Linked DNA regions of Hordeum vulgare: region 2 is linked to region 1. The links are chromatin contacts, called in public Hi-C maps. All regions are on one chromosome and are shown on one strand. The core of a region is the stretch at or near the end of the contact, and the rest is flanking DNA. Distances in the headings are between cores, read along the strand shown.

What was found. Hi-C and Micro-C count contacts between places; a contact is called where the count stands out from the background.
Region 2: a contact with region 1 is called in a Hi-C map of seedling, with 4 times the contacts expected there. The contact joins the promoter of LOC123407404 here to the promoter of LOC123409306 in region 1. A contact is called at or near these places in 1 of 6 Hi-C or Micro-C datasets (seedling) and 1 of 1 datasets of contacts at active chromatin or transcription factors (embryo).

Annotation. Positions count from the first base shown.
Region 1 is chr7H:114,374,867-114,377,566 of MorexV3_pseudomolecules_assembly, forward strand. It overlaps LOC123409306 (zinc finger protein CONSTANS-LIKE 16-like), which reads left to right and starts at 1,446. Exons shown (of 1, transcript XM_045102243.1): 1 at 1,446-2,700. The coding sequence starts at 1,575.
Region 2 is chr7H:114,814,836-114,817,535 of MorexV3_pseudomolecules_assembly, forward strand. It overlaps LOC123407404 (ubiquitin receptor RAD23d-like), which reads left to right and starts at 1,254. Exons shown (of 13, transcript XM_045100525.1): 1 at 1,254-1,442; 2 at 1,899-2,060; 3 at 2,636-2,689. The coding sequence starts at 1,377.

The DNA.
Region 1 (2,700 bases), core at 196-2,695:
TGACCTCGCTGCTACATGCCAAGGTGGTAATCAACCGCTATATTCCACACAATCAACTTTGCGAGATTGATACAAATCACTCGCGAGGGGACCCGCCGTCCCGAGCACTGTTATTTCAACGGACTTGAGCGTAGACGTTTCTTGTTTGCTTGCATGTTCAAGCCTAGCTAGAGGCACCCTTCTTCCTACGGGGACCAGTGGCGATTCCACTAGGGGGGTTTCAATAGGCTGAAACTTACCCTCTAGAATTCCTATTTCAGCTAAATATACTATTTAATAATTATACGAAGGTGCTCAACATGTTAATTACAATGCATTTACTAATTAGGGTTGAAAAGTGATGTTTTGAGCCTACCCTTCAGTCCCATGCTAGACTCGCCACTGATGGGGACCACATATATTAGGACCAGCAATGCATAGTCTTTGGATTGATAATTCAGGTCATAGCTAGAAAGGGGAAAGTGTTTCAATCATTCACGATTGATCTAAGTAGAGATGGCTAAGATGCATGTTGCAATCTTTGTGCTGATTTTTAGAAATTGGAAAAAATATTAATGTTTGCGCCCATTTGCACTTTGGTGTAGATCCAAACACTAATTAATTAAACCAACGGTAGTAGTAACCTCTAAATATTAGTTTATGAAACTCATTCTATTCCCTTATATAAGGACAGTATGAAAAACATATTTCCCATCTATATAAGGTCACCAACAGTATTCGTGATAAAATTAATGATATTTGCTCGTACTGGTTATTTTTTTCTCAATTCTCCCTTGCATGCATGCAACATAATAATGATTCTGGTTGACGAAAAGAAAAACTGATTTACAAAGTAGTCATTAAATTTTATCTTGATACATGTAATCTAAATTTGTAACATTAAATAAAGGAATGGAGGGAGTACGGTTACCTTATTTAATAGAAATCCTTCTAAAATACTGACTTCGCGAGTTTGTACCACTTTTTTTAACCCCTTCTGGAGTTTTGCCACATTCTATCTGGTGGGATCCACTATTAGTTTGACTTGACTTGCTGAGTCAATTTCTGAACACTTTTATTTTCCCCTTAGGTTGGCAGTGAATTTTAATGGAAGAGAACTTTTTGTATGGAAGAATGCAAGAGAAGCCAGTCAGTCTGAGAATGACCTTTTCCGTTCTCGGTCATAGCGGGTCCCACTGCCAGCGACGTAGCAAAACCATAGCAACCGCGAGAGCCTCTGGGAAACGGAATGGGCCTACCAGAAATCCAGCATGAGCCAATCACAGGCCTTCTCGCTGGATGCATACTCCCCACCAGCCAATGAGAACGCAGATAAGGCCCGCGGGTTCGCCCGATAAACGCACCAAAAGTGCAAAGTACACACGACGCGGTCCCACAAGAAAAGCGTACGTACAAGCCGGGGGCCACCTACTCGGCTACGCCCCTTCTGCTATAAACCTAGACCCGCGATATTTTCGCCGCAAATTTAATTTGGCACCTACACAGTACGACTGCAAGCAGCCAGTGCGCGACGCGGCGGTGAAACGGAGTAGCTGGCTGGTTTGGTGCGCTAGCGCGGCTTTGGTTTTCATTTGATGAGCTGCTCGGGGAAGGCCGCGGCGGACGGCGCCATGGGGAGCAAGGCGGCGCGGGCGTGCGACGGCTGCCTGCGGCGGCGGGCGAGGTGGTACTGCGCCGCGGACGACGCGTTCCTGTGCCAGGGGTGCGACACCTCGGTGCACTCCGCGAACCCTCTCGCGCGGAGGCATGAGCGGGTGCGCCTGCGGCCTACGTCGCCGCTGGCCCCGCGGGAGAGGCGCCGCGGCGACGAGGTCGTGCCGGCGTGGTTCAAGCGCAAGGCGCGGACCCCGCGCTCTCAGGCCAAGGGCGTCGGACGTCTTCTCTCGAGGCGGCTCGTCGTGCCGGAGTCGTCCGGCGGGGAATCGCCGGAAGAGCACAAGTGTGACGTGGAGACCGACGAGGAGGAGCTTCTGTACCGCGTGCCCATCTTCGATCCAGCCCTCGCGGAGCTCTGCTCGCCGCTGTCTCTCGAGGAAGCGACGGCGGCCGTTGCGTCATGCTGCAATGAGGATGGTGTCGTCCTCGAGAACCCGACGAAGCCAACAACCGCGATGCCGTCTCCGGCGGCGGTTGAGTTCTTCCCCGACAGCCTCGTAAACTTGGGCCCCACGGACGCCGAGCTCATGGAGTTCGCCGCGGACATGGAGGCCCTTCTTGGCCGGCCTGGCATGGACGACGGCAACGAGGAAGAACCGTTCTGCATGGAGGCATTGGGCCTCATCGAGCCGATGGACGTAGAGGGCGGGCGAGTCAAGCTGGAGATCGACCCCATGCGAGCGTGCGGCCTCGAGCAGAAGCCGGAGGTGTCCGGCGATATGTTCGACATCGACTTCGACTACCACTACGACTCGCCTCAGGGGACGCCGGACGAGAACGCGGGAAGCAGCGGTGCCAGTGCGGACGCCCAGTTCACCCCGAGGAGCCTCGCGCTCAATCTAAACTACGACGCCATCATGGAGAACTGGGGGAGCTCGCCGTGGGCCGACGACGAGAGGCCGAACGTGAAGCTCGATGACTGCTGGCCGCACGACTACTACTCGCTGCACGAGGGCGCTTGGATGATGGGAGGAGTGGTTGGCCATGGCGGGGAGGGGCTGGGGACGCCGAGGCCGAGGATGGACGGCGGCAGGGAGGCGCGGG
Region 2 (2,700 bases), core at 4-2,503, 440 kb after region 1:
GAAGCGGATCGGACGGCTGCACGCGCGTAGATTGGGACGACTGCACGTACATCGGACGGACCTCCAGGTGGCGGATGCGTAGCAGCCCACTAAAAAAAGGACATCAACGAATTTTACGTGCATGTGGGCAGGTTAAACTAATTAAAGGAAAGAGATAGTCGCACCTAGAAAATAAAAGATAGATCGGCTAAATAGAGTTTGTCTCTTGTACGTTGTCAAAGGGGGTGCTACGCATCTACCTGCGGATGTTTAGTAAACATCCGCCACCCGGAGGTCCGTCCGATGTACGCGCTGTTGTCCCGATCTACGCACGCGCACCCGTCCGATCCGCTCCAGCCGGGCATCCTATAATTCCTATATAAACTTGAATACCATCTTGGTCATCATATAAACTCCTTGAACCCAACAGATGAACTTTAAAAAATGCCTATGGACAAATCCTATAAATGTAACTTAAGGCAACCATTAGTCCATAGGAATTGTCATCAATTACCAAAACTACATATGAAGATATATGCTCTAACAACTTATGTTCCTTTGTCGATTTATGGCTGGCCTCGAGAACCACCCGCCGACGAGGAGGAGGCAAGAGAGAGAGAGAGAGAGAGAGGAGTGGGGCGTGTGGGAGAGGGGAAATAGGTCAGCCGAGATAGAGGTTGTCCCCCGTTCGCACAAATGCCAGTTTCAGCGAACACTCATTTAAATCCGACGTGGCAACAACACCTGCTTCAAGATTCGTGCGCCACATCCCACGGCAACCCGCGTTCGCTGGAATCCTCAAATACCCGATGTCCGCGAGATAGCTTTTTCATTTTCTTTCTTTTTCTTGTTCTCCAACCCAACACAACAACCACCTTTTCGCACTCCACATCCGCCCATCTCCCTCCCCGCGAAGGAAGTATCTTCCTGGATCCGGTACGCCTACCAACACACGAGTGCACCCCCCTCACGTCACCGCTCAATCCACACCAAACCGCTCTTCCGCACCCCAGGCGCGTGTAATCCGCCACCCCTTCCGCACGCAGATCCGCCCACACGCCGCGGCGGAGCAGCCGAACTGCCCACCGCCTCGCACCCCGCTGTCGGTCTACCGATTAGACACCCGTGGCCCTCCCACTGGCAACCTGGCCCAGGCCCCACGCGTCAGGGACAGCAGCCGGACACCGCATCCTCCATCATCCATCTGATCGGATATCTTTTTGGTTACGGCTCCAGATTTTTTTCCTCCCCCTATAAACTCACTTCCCCCGTGCGCCTCCGTCGTCCTCCCCTCCCTCGCGAGTCCGAAGTCAAGGCGAAAACCCTCGAGGCGAAGCGAGAGTCGCAGATAGGGATAACCGCGAGAGTCGAGTGAGTGGGTTGGAAGGGAAGCCGAGATGAAGCTCAACGTGAAGACCCTCAAGGGCACAAGCTTCGAGATCGAGGCGACCCCCGAGTCCTCGGTACGATCCCTCTCCCCTCTCTTTCCCCTCTCCAATCGCGCGCGATTCGGCGCAATTCCCTGGCAATTGGCTTGATTCGGTGCGTCTCGGCGCGATTAGGGCGCGGCCTCGCACCGTGATTAGGCGCTCGTGCGGCGATGTCGCGTTTCTGAAAATCTGAATCTAGGGTTTAGTCGCTGCTCGGCTCTGCTGGTGTATGGGGGCAGGTGGATGTCGTGGTGCGGATCGGGCCCGACTTGGGTATTGGGGTTGTTGGGGCGCCGATGCCTGTAATTTTACATCGACTGGGTGCTCTGAATTGAACGGTTGAATACTGCTCGTTAGCAGCAGTAGTCGATATGTGCGGGATTTTTTTGGGAATTCTGTTATCTGCTGTAGCCAAATTGTTTGGGCCTGCAATGCTTGATGTTTTGCTTCACTAGTACTAACCTGTCGAGGGTTTGCTCCGTTTCACAGGTGGGTGAGGTCAAGAGAATCATCGAGAGTGCTCAGGGGCAGAATGTGTACCCTGCGGATCAGCTGATGATCATATATCAAGGAAAAATTCTCAAGGATGATACCACTCTGGATGCTAACAAGGTTGCAGAGAACAGTTTCCTTGTTATAATGCTGTCTAAGGTATTTGATGCTCCCTGTCCCGTTAGTTTGAATTTGAATGCTCAGTTCTCCAACTCTCAAAGAATTTTTGCCAGACCCTTGAGTGGTTTGAATGGAAATTGGACCGTTTTTGTATGTTACTAAGCTTGACATTGTAGCCTATTTTAGTCACAATGCCTGAATGCCATGGATGCATAGGTCATTGATGAGTACATTTTGTATGTTCTTAGTAATGTCTCCATTCTGCACTTCCAATGTTCTTTTGTCAAGCACAAAAGCACTTCTAATGTTCTTTTGTTTGGCACTTCTCAAATCATTAAAAGGTGGTGCTATAATCATAGGCATGCAATTATGCACTCTGTTACACATTCTGAATTTCCCTTGCATGTTTAATTCAGCCATTGTATTATGATGTGTTTCTAGTTTTTTAGCCTTCTAATTGGATGAATCAATAAATATTGGTCTTGGTGATATCATTCATGCTGATTCAACATTTGTATGCTCTCAGTGATGTCTCCATTCTGCACTTATAATGTTCTTTTGTTATCTTTTGATCTGGATATTAGTAACTTATCCTGTATGCATTTATCTTGTAGCCTAAGGCGTCATCTAGTGGCGCTTCTTCTGCTTCAAAGGCACCTGTTAGTCAGGTATTTTGGGT